2 separate regions of the Oryza sativa genome follow, and region 2 is linked to region 1. A link is a contact called in public HiCAR-type data. All regions are on one chromosome and are shown on one strand. Each heading gives the region's core, a stretch centred on a gene start, on an enhancer-like site or on the middle of the called end of the contact. The rest is flanking DNA. Distances are from core to core; before and after follow the strand shown.

What was found. HiCAR-type assays count read pairs that join an accessible place to other places.
Region 2: a contact with region 1 is called in a HiCAR-type map of leaf, with 3 times the contacts expected there. The contact joins the promoter of LOC4351689 here to the promoter of LOC4351686 in region 1. A contact is called at or near these places in 2 of 15 Hi-C or Micro-C datasets (leaf and panicle) and 1 of 4 datasets of contacts at active chromatin or transcription factors (leaf).

Annotation. Positions count from the first base shown.
Region 1 is chr12:4,246,298-4,254,141 of ASM3414082v1, reverse strand. It overlaps LOC4351686 (3'(2'),5'-bisphosphate nucleotidase-like), which reads left to right and starts at 5,066. Exons shown (of 8, transcript NM_001423356.1): 1 at 5,066-5,372; 2 at 5,765-5,840; 3 at 6,081-6,157; 4 at 6,248-6,450; 5 at 6,905-7,115; 6 at 7,217-7,315; 7 at 7,393-7,546; 8 at 7,709-7,844. The coding sequence starts at 5,085.
Region 2 is chr12:4,441,967-4,449,810 of ASM3414082v1, reverse strand. It overlaps LOC4351689, which reads left to right and starts at 4,354. Exons shown (of 2, transcript XM_015763550.3): 1 at 4,354-4,633; 2 at 7,175-7,803. The coding sequence starts at 4,520. The coding sequence ends at 7,456.

The DNA of each region.
Region 1 (7,844 bases), core at 3,817-6,316:
GCCATGCGGAAGGCGTCCTTGATCTTGGCGTCGACGTTGGCAACGGTGATGATGACGCTCGGGTTGTGCATCCGGATGATACCACGCATGCTAGAGTAGACGGCCTGGAGGACGGGCACCTCGGAGTGGGATGGGCCGGAGAGCGCGCCGACGGCAAGGTCGAAGATCTTGAACCGCCTCTCCTTGCACACCACCTTGGGCCACTTGAGCACCGTCGCCGCCTCCTCTGCAGGGGTAGTGCCCACCGCCGGACACGACGAGGTAAGCCTTACAGCCGGGGGTGGTGCAGAACCGCTCTAGCAGCAACGCCAGCGCGTGGACCTCGCTGAGCGAGTGCGCATAGAAGAGTGCGTCCACCTTCTGCGGGTGCATGGCCTCCCACTGTGTGACGTAGCCGGAGGTGAGTGCGCGCCACCACTGCTCGTCCCGCATCTGCACGATGTCCTTGAAGATCACCGTCGTCTCGGCGAGGTACGCAAGACGGTGCTTGCTGTCCCCCCACGTCTCCTTGGCCGCAACTCCACCTCCATCGCTGACCTCCCGTACTACTTCGTCCACACCCTCCTCACCGTCATCCACGCCATCCTCCCGCCGCCCTCCAACTCCCGCAACCCTGGTAGCCTAGCTCCGCGTCGCAGCCCGCCGAAGAGTACGGCGCAGTGGGCGGCGGCCAACGGGCATCTCCGCCCCCCTCGCCGGCCGGCGAGGAAGGATGCCGGGAGCAAAGAGGAGGCGCCGGTCGCTCCCTCCCTCGTCGTCCACTCATACGTGGATAGAGAGGATGGTGGGTCCCATTCTTTTTTCCTTTTGTCTGACTGACATGTGGGCCCTATATTTTTTTTTATTTTTCATTTTTATATTTTGCTTCTAGTGTCACGTCACCGCCACATAAGATAAAGACCAAGTCAAACCGGTCACGTAGGCACCACGTCAGCTAAAACCACCATCAAAACCGCTGAGGGACTTACTTTGCCTGGTTTTGATAGTTGAGGGTATCTGGTTTTTAGGTTGAAGGACGAAAATGGGATTCGTTGACGAGTTAAGGGACCTCAAGTGTACTTATTCCAAGTTAAATTAAAGGAATAAGATCACTTTGACTCCTGAACTGACCACTGAATCTAAATCGTATCCCTAAATCACAATACCAGAAATCTTAACCCCCAAACTTGCAAAACCGGTGTAATTTGACTCCCTTTGTGGTTTTGAAAGGCGGTTTCGCTGACATGGTGCACACGTGGCAGTGTTGACCCAGTCTTTGTCCTACGTGGCATTAACGTGACGCTTATGTGGCATTAAAATAAAAAATATATATGCGGGGCCCATTTGTCATTCACCCAAATATATTTGTGGTAGATCCCACGTGCCATCCTCCCTTATCCCTTCGTCCTCCTCCCTCTCCTCCCTCTCTATCTCTCCCTCTTTCTCTTCGCGCGTGGGGAGTGGCGTCCGGATCGGCGGCGGCGATGGGGGGCGATGGACGAAGCGGCAGTGGCGGGTGGGAGGGCAGGCGTGCAGCCATTGGAGTTGCGGATCCGGAGGCTAGATATGCCCCTCGCTTCATTCCTCCTCCCGATAGACTACACCATGGCCGCTGCCGCTGTGCTGCCGACCGTCGCCGGGGAGCTAGCCACTGACGAGACCAAACATTCACAAATCTCAACAGGGCTAGCCGCCTAGGCCCAAGGCAGAGCTGGCTGGCTACTAGGAGGACGCGGGAGCTCGGGTCCCTCGGCAGCGGCGCGGGCGCTCCAGCTCTATCTGTTTGGCCGCGTCGGGGAAGGGGAACCATGGCGGAGAGGGTGCCTTGCTTCGAAGGGGGATAGGGAAGAGGACAAATATTGCCCGCTGGGCAGTAGCCAAAAGCAAAGGAGTGCTGGGACACATCTATACACAGCTAAACAATGGCGATAGATCCTACAATGCTCAAAACTAAAACCACTACATCAGTTCAACATCTCGAAACAAGAAATTTAAAATTGAAAAAACAAAACAAAATAAGCCACGACAAATTGTCCAAATTTCACACGCCGACCAGCACGGACTTGAGGAAACTCCTTTCTCAGCGGCATGGCTCCGGCGTCCTCAAAGGACACCGCTTCTGACGTCGACAAGGACGGTCACTGCTCCATACACGGCTCCGGCAACGGTGGGAGGGTGTCGTTAATGGCGCTGCTGGAGTAGGCGGAGCGGCGGTGGGCGACGGTGGCCGGGGACGCCAGCCTGAGATGCATCGAGGGAGGTGATGATGAACGCCATTTGGTGACGCCCACGCCGATCGTCGTCGCGAGCACCGAGTTGCGGCTAGCTATGCCGGCCGCCTTGAAGATGCTTGGGTCGTACAGCACCACGGCCTCTAAGCCGATGAGGTGCTGGAAGAAGTAGATCCCCAGGACGGCGATGACGATGCGCCGCACCGGCGGCGTCGGGTGCAGGAACGCCGAGGGAGCCGACGCCGACGCCAGCGACGCAGCGGCCGGCAAGGAGTGTGGCGAAGTTGGGGGTGAGGCCCGTGAGGACGGAGCCCGCGAGGAAGATGCAGGCGGCGAGATAGAGGAGGGGGGAGAGGGAGGAGGAAGAAGGAAGGGATAAGAGATGATGACATGTGGGACCTACATGTCAGTGGGTCCCACACATTTTTTTTGTGAATGACAAATGGGCCCGCATATATATTTTTTATATTAATGCCACATAAGCGTCACGTCAATGCCGCGTGGGACAAACATCAGGTCAACACTACCACGTGTGCGCCACCAAGGGAGTCAAATTGCACCGGTTTTGCAAGTTCGGGGGTCAAGATTTCTGGTATTGCGATTGAGGGATACGATTTAGATGTGGACAGTTGAGGGAGTCAAAGTGATCTTATTCCTAAATTAAATGTCCCCCATTAACAACACGAAGGCCCACGAGATGCAAGACCCACACCTGTGCAAGATCCAAAGGAAAAAGTACACCGAAGGTCCCTCAACTTGACATCGAGTTACAAAAATATCCTCAAACCGCAAAACCAGATATCCGGCACCCTTTAACTAATCAAAACCGGTTACTTTAGGTCCTCCGGTGGTTTTGACTCCAGTTTTGTCCAACGTGGCAGCTGAGTCAGCGTAGGACCTACGCGGGCCCCACATGTCAGGTGTCCACGTCAGCACCTCTCTTTTTCCCCTCTTCTCTTTCTCTGTTTCTCCTCTCGTGCCAGATCTCACCGAGAACATGGTCTGCACCCTGGGCGCGGCGCGTTCTCGCCACTGGTGAGGGCACTGGTGCCGCTGCTCTACACGGTGCGCCGCGTGTTCGTCATCGTGGACTGGGTGTACATTTGATGGCACGAACATCACTGAGAGGATCATAAACAGCACCAAGGAAATCCACCCGCCATGACGCACCTGCGCAAGGACGGTGGCGAAGGACATCCCGAGAGGAAGCGCGAGATCACCCGGCAGCTGGCGCTGGCAGAGCGGGAGGCAACGCCCAACCACACGCTGCGGCGGGGTCATCCAGGCATGGTGCGCCGCGCACTCCTTTGAGCGGTTCCCCACCCCGCACCCGCCCATCGACTCCTGCCGCGTCGCCGCGCTCGTTGACGAGGGGACAACGATGCTCAGCGGTGGTGGCAGGCAGCGGCAGCTCGCCGCGCTCAGGGAGATCAAGGCCATCGCCACAGAGAGCGACCGCAACAAGCGCTGCGTCGAGGCTACGCCCGGTGCCGTTAAGTTCCTCGTCTCCGTCGTCGTCCAGAGCCACGCCGCCGCCTCCACCTACACGTCGGCCAGGTCGGACGATGACCTGCTCAACTCGGTGATCGATTCCCACATGTCGACGAGCTCGCCGAAGGAGGAGGCCCTGGGCGTGCTCTACTCCCTCAAGCCGTCCGAGCCCACCCTGCGCCGTATCCTTGGCAAGGACAATGGCGGCTTCCTCGACACCCTCGCCTCCGTCCTCCTTCTGAAGGCGATGACATCGGCGATGCCGCCGGAGCGGCTAGGCTGCCGCCCCCGACGTCGCAGCATCCGGAGCCGAACCCCCTTACGCTGACTATGGCGAGCGTTCCTCGAAGAAGCAGGTGAGCCGACGACGAGGCATCCGCGGCCGCAGCCGCCGCCGGCGAGGAGCAGGAGGATGACGCCGTCGCGTCCATCTCGCGGCAGCGACTGGCACGTGAGATTTGGGGGAGAAGACCCCGTGATCTGGCATGCTAGCTGCGGCCACGCCATTCGGGCGGTCCGGCATCCTGCCGATGCAGGCGCTCAGCCACCGGCACACCGTCCTCCACCGTCATCGTCGCCGCCGAACCCGCGGATGCTCCGGGAAGCCAGCTACTTCTCGGGCTCCGTCTCGACGGCTCGCCGAGACAGCTCGTCTCGTCCCTTGAGCGAACCGGTAGCAGTAGCAGCTACATAGCCACGACGCCAAGAACCACCAAATCCCCTGCCGCTACGATGGAGACGACCACCACGACGCCGCGTCCAGCGTCTGCTCCGTGGACGCTGGCCCATGGCCGCCGCCTCCTCGTCCAACTCTTTTTGCTCGAGGCGGCGCGAGCTCAAGACATAGGTCTCCGACCGCCTCGCAGCCAATGACTTGGTCGAGCTCGTCGGCCACCTGGGGGAAGCTCGCGAGAACGAGGAAGGAGAGAAACAGAGAAAGAGAAAGAGAGAGAGAGGGGGAGGAAGAGAGAGGTGCTGAAGTGGACACCTGACATGTGGGGCCTTTGTGGGGCTCACCCTGACTCAGCTGCCACGTAGGACAAAATCGGTGTCAAAACCACCAGAGGATCTAAAGTGACCGGTTTTGATTAGTTAAGGGACGCCGGATATCTGGTTTTGCGGTTTGAGGATGTTTCTGTAACTCGGTGTCAAGTTGAGGGACCTTCGGTGTACTTTTTCCAGATCCGAATGCGCTGCTTCAGCCCGCGAGATGGACGGGCCATCCACAAACTCGAAGACCTATTTCAGGCCCAGTAACTCAAACGGCCCAATACAACTTTTAACCCATCGATCGAGTGGGCTCTCTCCATCTCCTCCTCCGGCGGAGGCCGCAGCCTATACACACCGACACCGGCGGGCAGCGGCACCCACCCATACACATGCATGGCTGCGGCGCGCGTGGGCCTCGTCTCCGTCTCCGTCTCGCACGCGCTCCACGCCTCCAGCTCTTCCCCCTCGCTGCGCCCACCTCGCCTCCGCCTCCCCCCTTATCTTCCCCGCCACCACCACCGCCTCCTCCCCACCTTCCCCCCCAACTACCCGCGCCCCTCCTCCGCCGCTGCCGCGAGACTCCGCGCCAGCGCCACCATGTCGCAGGCCGCCGGGAACCCCTACGCCGCTGAGCTCGCCGCCGCCAAGAAGGCCGTCACCCTCGCCGCCCGCCTCTGCCAGGTGCCCTCTTCTCTTTTTTTTTCCCTCTCTGCTTCCCCACTACTTTGCGCTGTAAGGACCAGACCATATCTCGTCGTCGGTCTGAATAATTGCTCGGCTTCAGCGGGGAACAAGGCCGAATGCGCGGACTGTAATGTAGACCAAGACTGTGAGAACGTGTCGAGTACTACGATTCGGCTTCAGAGCTGGAATGGAAATGGTGGCATAGACTGTGTGGGTAGTCAAATTAGTCATAGCTGTCATAACCAAGATTAATGTTCCACTAGGGGGAAAAAGAAAACAAGCTTGGATGCTTGGGTGCAGGATTAATGTTCCTTTTGCAGTGAATGTTTGGATGCTTGGTTCTGAAGGTGGAATTCATTTATGTTAATCCTTGTTTTTTTCCACTACAGGCGGTGCAAAAGGACATTCTGCAGTCTGGTGTTCAGTCTAAGGCGGATCAAAGTCCGGTGACAGTTGCCGATTATGGTACGATCTGTTCATCTCTTCAGTTGTTGCCAAGGTTTCTTCCTTTGATGTTTGCAACTGAATTATTGACATGTGTACTCATCAGAATTTGGAATTCATAGAGCATCTTTTTCGTACTGCATCTTTGTTTGCTAGGGAATGTAAAGGACTGATAGGACAATTTTGCTGTTCATTGTTACATGGTGCTTCTGCTTTATCGCGGCTCACCATTCACCTCTAGTTTTCTTTTGGTTCATGTAGGGTCTCAAATATTGGTAAGCCTTGTCTTGAAAATGGAAGCACCAGCTTCTTCTTCCTTCTCTATGGTGGCTGAGGAGGTAATTATCATCTGTTTCTGTTTCTGCCTACTGGTTTCGATGGACAGCGCACAAGTCTTTCACAATTGATTGGGATATGTACTCATGTAGGACTCGGAAGAATTGAGGAAAGAAGGCGCAGAAGAAATTTTAGAAAATATCACCGAGCTCGTAAACGAAACTATCGTAGATGATGGTACATACAGCATTTACTTCTCTAAGGAAGGTATCCTCTCTGCAATTGACGATGGCAAGTCTGAGGGAGGTCCATCTGGGCGACACTGGGTGCTAGATCCAATTGATGGGACTAAAGGGTGAGTTTGCTGACCTAAATCTCTGGGTTGCAGAATATGCTGCTGCAGTCAAAACATAAAACATCAGTTCATCCCCACCATTCACTGCACAATCAGAACTCATGCTGCTTCTTTATTACAGTTGTTTGTAATGAGCATAGTGCAGTAAATGGCACTACTTTTTTCCCCACTTTGAAAGAACAGAAGCCTATCATAGTCTTCTCTTATTAGATGCTTCTAACTTCTAAGCTGCACTGAAGTGGACTAATTAATATAGCATGACCCTGAACACACACTAGGTTAGTTGATACTGCATGTTTCATTTTCTTTTCATCTGCTAGGTTGCATGCAACATATATAAGAGGTCATAAAATTAAAAGCCATGTAAAAGGCATCCTGTCAAATTAGTACTCTTGTGATGTGCATATCTCAAACTTCTGACCCAAATTCACATTTTTTTTACAACGTTACTCAGTTTCTTAAGGGGAGACCAATATGCTATTGCCCTGGCTCTGCTTGATGAGGGTAAAGTTGTTTTGGGTGTATTGGCTTGTCCCAACCTTTCTTTGGGATCAATAGGCAACCTTAATGGTGGCTCCTCGGGAGATCAAGTTGGTGCTCTCTTTTCTGCTACTATTGGTTGTGGAGCTGAAGTAGAGTCTTTACAGGGCTCTCCAGCACAAAAGGTTACATCTCCTTTTATTTCATATTATAACTTTGACTTACTTTTACCTATTTGAGAATGGAACTAATTTTTTAATCTGCTTTTGGTTATTTTCACTTCCAGATTAGTGTCTGTTCCATCGACAATCCAGTCGAAGCTTCATTCTTTGAGTCCTACGAAGGGGCACACTCCTTGCGTGATTTAACAGGCTCCATTGCGGAGGTTTGTCCTGAATTATTCTTTGCCTAGTACAGGTCCACGAGAGTTACTTGGGTAATCTGGTGTTTGAATGCTGGCAGAAACTTGGTGTCCAAGCTCCTCCAGTTAGAATTGATAGCCAAGCAAAATACGGTGCCCTAGCCCGAGGTGACGGTGCCATTTACTTGCGTTTTCCACACAAAGGTTACAGAGAGAAGATCTGGGATCATGCAGCTGGGTCAATCGTCGTGACAGGTATGAAGGTTCTCTTTTTGAACATTGAAAACATAGAACCCAACAACCTGAAAAAAAACATAGAACCCAACTGAAACATTTTAGATTGATATTCTGCTTGTGCTAAAACGTAGAAACCAACTGAAACATTTTAGATTGATATTCTGCTTGTGCTGTTTTCAGAAGCTGGAGGTCTGGTGACAGATGCATCAGGAAACGATTTGGATTTCTCCAAAGGGAGATTTCTTGATCTCGACACAGGGATCATCGCGACGAACAAGCAGCTGATGCCTTCACTCCTGAAGGCTGTGCAAGATGC
Region 2 (7,844 bases), core at 3,105-5,604, 200 kb before region 1:
GCCACCGGTGGAAGAAGGAAGAGAAGGACCATTCTCAGTGCAAAGCTCCTCATTTGAGTGGTCTCAAATGCCACATAGGCTGAAACCATACCATCAAAATTTTTTCACTCCCACAATGCAAATTGCTTCAAGAGATACCTTAAATATGCATGTTAGTTTCTAGTATGTTGAATTTCAGTCGTGATATGTTATCAATATACATCCAAGTCTAACTTTTACACTAAACATCCTCAGATCCGCTAAGTAAAATAAATCTCTCCAAAATTCCTTCAATCCTCACTCCCCCTCCCCTCATCGGACTCCGATCGAACCGAGTTGGCTGCTGGCGAGCACTATGGATGGCGCCATGTCCAACTCCGAGACCGATAAGGTCTGATCTTCATGTGGCGACATAAGAAAGGATAAGACATAATCTATTATAACGAATTTAAGAAAGTGTTATTTAGATTTATTGAATTCTTCTTGGGTCGTTAGTATTTTTTTTTTGGAACTGAGTATGGCTCGGCTCGGCTCGTGGAAGCTCGTGAAATGCCAGGCTCGGCTTGGCTCGGCTCGGTTCTCCAACCGAGCTGTACATTAGGCTCGGCTCGGCTCGTGGTCTGGCTCGTGAGCTTTGCAATAGCAGCAGTTGTATTGCCAGTAGCAGTTGTGTTGCTTTGCAATGACTTGGTTATTCAGATAATAACTCTCAAGTCCCTACAAAGATAATTAGGTATATTGTATGCAGCCAACATATAACAAATTGATGGGCTTTTTTGGTTTTCGGCCAGAAGTCTTTCTATTCAAACCGAGCCTACTAAGCTCGTGAGCTGCTCGCGAGCTGGCTCGGGCTCGGCTCGGTTCACAAACGAGCTAAAACCCAGGCTCGGGCTCGGCTCGTTCAGGATTCGAGCCGAGCCGAGCCAGGCGAGCCCGAGCCGAGCTTGAGCCGAGTTCACGAGCTCGAGCTATTTGTCCAGCCCTAGTATCATACATACAGATACTGGTAGAGTAGTATTCAATCATAGAGCGGCCCGACCTGACCTCTGACGACCAGTTTGGGTCCCTGCTGGGAGGGAGGGTTGAGCTAGGTTAGACAGCAGAGCGATATCGACGACGACGACAGAGAATTCCGAGAAAGAAGGAAGATCCTGGTCACTGTCGGGCGATCGCGCGACGATCCCAGGCTGCGCGGACGTGGCGCCCGGGAACAGCCTCCCTCCCCCCCTCGTACGTGGACGCCCTCCCCTCCACAACTCCAACGACGGCCACCACAACCCATACTCCAGCAGGTGACACCACCCGGCCGCCCCTTGCACATGCCCAATACTACTAGCTAGCTCGTGCATGCATGCAATTGCAAGAGATCGATCTCACACTTCTCAAATTTCTTTTGACGATATTGCTCACAGCAGGTACGTTACGTGCACACAAGGACCAGCACACAAAATCGATTTTTGCTGCACCACCACCATGTGCACGTTTGTTTAACGCACGCAGTTATATATAATTAATTAATCTGATGGCCGGCACGTAACCAGGCAACACGTACATACGTAGTACTCCCTCTGTATTTTAATGTATGACGCCGTTGACTTTTCGACTAACGTTTGACCATTCGTTTTATTCAAAATTTTTGTGCAAATATGAAAATATTTATGCCATGCTTAAAGAACATTTGATGACGAATCAAGTCTACTACTACTTAAAAAGTAAAACCTGCTTCCGTCGTCCGTTGAGAAAAAAAGAGCGACAAAAAAAAACTTCACTCGGAAAAAAAAAGGTCCGACTCATCCAGTGGTAAAAAAAAGTGAGAGGAAAAACAAAAAAAAAGAAAAAAAAAACTTCGATCGCGAAAAAAAAAGGCGTCAAAAAGTCCGACTCCCCGGTGGAGAAAAAATGCCGAGAAAAAACAAAAAAAAAAGCAAAAAACTTCTACCGTATTTTAAAAAAATATATATATAAATTAAAGATGTTTTTGCATCCGTGTATGGGTCGGTTTTTAAATCCGTTCGCTTTTGGAAATACAAGTCCGTATTTGAGTCATTTTTTTAAGTTCGTTCACTTTTAAAAATACAGAAGGAATCGTATAAGAAATCTCTTTAAAAAACTCGCATGCTAATTTCAGACGATCGGACTCCTACTTATATCTCATGATTTTCTAACCAAATATATATCCAAGTGAATTTAACGCAGTGAATTTCATCTTAACTAAACCATATCTATAACTAATATAAATATTTGGATTTTTCCGGTTGTCACAAGTCGGACGAAGGGCGCCTTCGTCCCTCGCGGTGCGCCTTCGCCCGCAGCCCCCGAATCCCAATCCCTCTCAGAATCGGATACAAGGGAAACAATTCTCAAAATCAGCACAACCAAATGCGGGGATTTTTTGTCCGCCCCCCAAGAAAAGTCCCAGTCGAAATTCATCAAGAACACGCATGAAACATTCCATCAATAACACACATAACAAAACTTTCAACCAAGAACATATGAATCTCCACCGACACCATTCACAGAGAGAGAGAGAAAGAGACGACGCCGCCACCTCTCCCGCCCCCGTCGGACCGCAGCCGCCTCCATGCCGCCGGATCTGGCGGAGGCGAGGTCCGGCCCGCCGCCCCTCCCACCCCCGCCGGGCTGCAGCCGCCTCCACACCGCCGGATCTGGCGGAGGCAAGGCCCGACCGGCGTTCCATGACGTCCGCCACCACCACCACCGCCGCACCTCCCCACCATGCACAGAGAGAGAGAGAGAAAGAAACGACGCCGCCGCCTCTCCTGCCTTCGCCGGACCACAGCCGCTTCCATGCCGCCAGATCTGGCGGAGGCGAGGTCCGGCCCGCCGCCCCTCCCACCCCCGCCGGGCCGCAGCCGCCTCCACGCCGCCGTTGTTCGGGGAGAGGGCGCCGCCCCGTCGGTTGTGGGGGAGGGCGCCGCCGCCGCCACTCGCGGGAAGAGGGGCGCCGTCGCCGCCGCTCGGGGGCGCGGAGGGGAGGGCGGCGATGTGAGATGGGAGGGAGGGAAATGGGCTAGGGTTTTGGCGGCTAAGGAGAGGGAGGGGTTTTGTTTCCCCGATATCGACGCTCGGCCGTCCGATCAAAACCCTAAAGATCGGACGATCGGTGTCGTCCAGGCTAAAATCAGCCCAAGAGGGATCGAGAGTGAGGCCATTTTTCCGGCCCAAGCCCAGGTTGTGGCCTGGGGAGGGGAGTGCACTTGCGCGTGCACAAAAGGCCGTGGACCGACCGGCAAGGGCCGGAAATAAGTCTATTTTAGGTCCCTCGGGCCGAAAAAAATAGAATAAGTTCATTTTTAGTGCTTATTTTTTCAGAAGCATTACAATTATAAGTTATTGAATGTGTTTATTTCAAAGCAAACCTAAAAGGAAGTATTTTCTTTCTTTTTCCAAGTAAATAATTGTTAAATGACGTTTGTATTAATAAAATTAACAATTAAGCTCTGAAAAATTCAAATATAATTTCAAAGAGCGTAACTAATCATGGAGAATTTAAAAAAAAATTAAATTTAACCATGTCATTTTATTTCTCACACTTGCTTTACTTGTAAATTTATTTAATTATACACATACCTACTTAAAAATACCAAATATTTCAGCGAATTTGTATTTTAATTAATTGCATATTTTTCTAATCTGTACGCTTCACATTGTAACACACAGGCACTTTTGCTAGACCAAACAACACTTTTGGTCAATATACACACTCCGTAATCACCCGGTACAACGCACGGGCACTTTTGCTAGTCATAATAAAATAAATGATAATTACATAAATTTTTTTTTAAATAAAACGAATAGTCAAATGTTGGACAAAAAGTCAACGGCGTCATACATCAAAATGTGGAGGTAGAATGTATACACTCTCTACGTACACGAAACTTCCAACACGTAGTCGCCTTAACTCTAGTTACCCTCCATCCGTACGCAATATCCGAAGGGACGTGATGCACCGGCGCGCCCGGCCCGGCCGCCGGCGTAACAGACTTCCGACCCGAGACCGACACGATCGATCCACCGACCAACGTGGCGACCCCTCATTGGTAGCCACGCCCACGACCCGCAACTATAGTACGTACAACCTCTCTACACGGCACGTCGACGTGTCGTGTCGCGGGCCGACCCGCACCGCAGGGGAGGGGCCGCCCCGCCCGACTCGATCGATCGGTCCGTCGGGGATCCCGTCCCGCGCCTGCATCGCCACGTGGCATCCCGCCGCCACGGGCTGCTCGCCACGTGTGAACCGGCCCCGAGCCCGTCGCAGCGCGACGCGTGTACTCTGCTCCTCCCCACCCACCGTGAGAGCTAGTGCTCGGGTATAAATAGCCCAACTCGTGGATGTCACCTCTCCTCCTCTCATCGCCTCGCTCGTCTCGTTTCGTTTTTTCCCAAGTACAAAAGCAGCGCGCGCGCGCGGAGGCGTACCTATATACGTATTTGCCTCGAGCATCTACGCGCGTATATACGGTGGAATATACGCGACTCGACAGAAGGGGATACGTATACATATACGACGTCGTCTATGGCGCCGGAGATGGTAGCGGATGAGAAGGCGAAGGTGGAAGCGACGGGGAGGATGGCGTCGATAGAGATGGAGCCCAAGACTCTCACCCTCGACCAGCTCAAGTTCGCAAGGGTATGTATATATATACATGTATATATACGACGTATATCTACCGCTAGCTACATGATACCATTGGATTTCGAATGTTCTTCTCTCTCTCTTTCTTTTCCTTTTCTTTTCTTTTCATTCCGAATTCACACACCGAGCGCGCCTCATCCCATAACCTGGCCGGCCCTTGCAATTTCAAAGCGAATTTGCACTTCCGATCGATGAATTAGGCCTTACAAACACCGAATTGATAAATCATCCCTTAATTAATTTGCACTGTTGGAGTAACACAATTTTGCTCCGCTTGGACCTTCACCAAACTTCAGATTAATTCGTTGCACACAGGGTTTTTGTTTTTCAATCTTTCATGTTTGTTTCATGCATATAGGAGTATAACAGATACATTAGCCATTTAATTTCAAACTTACCTTCTGAGAAGCATATAGACATATATATATATATATATACTTCGTCAAATGTGAAGTGCAACAAAATAAATTAATTTGAGATACTACACATCCATCATTTATTTGCACTATTGATTGGTTACGAAGAAAGCAACTAAATCATTTTTGACACGAATCAATAGTGTCAAAACCAGCTATATATTCAGAGTATATATTAAGATAAATTCGTTACACTTGTGGCTAAATATCGTTGGTGGGTCTCTCACCGTCACCGGCACTGTTCCTGAACCTGTTCAATTAGGCCACGCCTACTAACCTGTACTTCCACTTATCTACTCTTTTCTGTTGTGGCCGGTGATGACCTTCCAAACTCAAATTAATTAACCTTAATTTCTACCGTCCACAAAATGCATGCATATATACCCTGGAATCGACTAACACCTTTTTTAAAAAATATAGCTATATATATATATATATATATATATATATATATATATATATATATATATATATATATATATATATATATATATATATATATATATATATATATATATATATATATATATATATATATATATATCATGCATTATTTTTTTAAAAAAAGTTCTGGTTATAAATAAACTACTACTTTTGCACACAACAATTATCGGTACATGGCATTATTCAATATTCATGTGCATATACTCGGTTATATTTAGCTGGAGTACGTGCTAATGTTACATGACGTCGACACGGTGCACGCAAGGAAAAAAAAAGGGAGGGGGCAATGGCAGCGGTGGTAATAATGAGGCAACAACGTAGCCGCTTACGTAACGGTGCAGCGACGCCACTGTTGTGCTGTCCCATGATGTAACGCGGGTCACCGTCACGCAACGGAATACACTGAAGACGTGTACTGCCTCATGTTACCCGTCTCGCACAACGGATGTTGTGATAGCGACCTGCATCTTAAGCCATCTTAATTACACACTTGGTAGTAATCTTTCATCTTATACAGTATATTTTATAAAAAAAATAAAAAAAAATCAGTCAGTGTATAAGAAATATTTATATTGTATCATCTAATAATAATAAAAATATTATTCATACAAAACTTTTAAATAAAATAAAGAGTCAAATGTTATATAAAAAACTAAAAATTGGAGTCTTTCGTGAGACGAAGGGAGCATGTTCTTCTACGACTATAGCTAGACAGCTAGTAGCACCTCCTTGCGTACGTGTACATTGCATGTATATGTCAATATGTGTACGTGTACGCCAACATATATACATACATCTCAGTATTTATTATCCCTTCCCACGTATGTTTACCTGGCTTGTACGGAGCACGTACAACATCAGCATGCTTACATCACATATTCAATTTATGTAAAGAGTAGTTTTGTTATACCAGTAATTCATAAGGGAGAATAGCTAATATGGTCCCTGAAGTTTCGCTTCGGGCTCAGTTTAGTCCTTGAGGTTTCAAAACGTCCAAATAAGTCCTCCAAATTAATCATTTGGGTTAACATAGTCTTTGGACAAAAAAAAATGCTACATAAGCATGCCAAGTCATTCTTGCATGCAACAATACAAATGAAATGACCATTCTACCCTTACCATATAAAAAAGAAAGAAAAGAAAAAAAAGACACAACAGATAGAGTAATGGTCCGGTCTTTTTGTTCGTTCCTCTGTTGTTTCCTTTTTTTTCCTTTATTTTTTTCTTTTCTTTTTTTATATGGTAAGGGTAGAATGGTCATTTCATTTGTATTGTTGTATGCAAGAATGACTTGGCATGCTCACGTGGCATTTTTTGTGGGTCCAAGGACTACGTTAACCCAAATAATTAATTTGGAGGACTTGTTTGGACGTTTTGAAACCTCAAGGACTAAACTAAGCCCGAAGCGAAACTTCAGGGACCATATTAGCTATTCTCCCATTCATTAACTAGTGTAGTATAGTAAAATACTATTTCCTCCGTTTCACAATGTAAGTCATTCTAGTATTTCTCATATTTATATTAATGTTAATAAATTTAGATAGATATATATATGTTTAGATTCATTAACATCAATATGAATATGAGAAATGCTAGAATAACTTACATTGTGAAACGGAGAGGATATTAATCCTCAATTATATTCAGAAAATTAATTAATCAGAATTTTTTACAGGAGGCGGCGCTGTACGTGCTGAGCACGAAGCCGGCGGAGGAGGCCATCCGGATCTTCACCGAGGGCCTCAAGCCGGTGCACCTCGCCGCCGGCTGCGGCGGCGGCGGCAGGAAGAGCTCCACGATGGCGGCGGACTCGTCGTCGGACGACGACCTCGACATCGGATGCTTCCACGATGACTACGCCGGCAAGTCGTACTGCCGCCACCATGGCGGCGGCCGTCGCCGCCGTCGCCGTTCATCTTCGGCCGTCGAGAAAGACGTCGCCACGGCGCCCTTCTAGTTCTAGCTGCTTCTAGAAGAACCCTTTTTACCTTTTTTTTTTTTTTTTTTGCTTTGTTTGATAAGCTGGCCTTGTATGTGTTTTTATACCGAACGGGCCGGCCGGTTTTGTGTTGAGCTAAAAGCGGCAAATTTTGGCGTGTAGTAGTTTGAAGGCCATAGAGAGGCCTCGGCTAGAAGAAGAGGCGTGACGGTAGTGAACTGTCGTTGCATGTAAATATCAGTAGCTAGCTAGCACGTACGTACTGCACTGTACATTATGAACGCAAAGTTTTTGTTTCCTTTTTGCTTTCCCTTTCGAGAGAAAGATGAATGTTTACAATTACACATTTACGAAAGTTGACTAGATATTTTCCAAGGAAGTGAAGTGACGACTACTGTACTGTGAA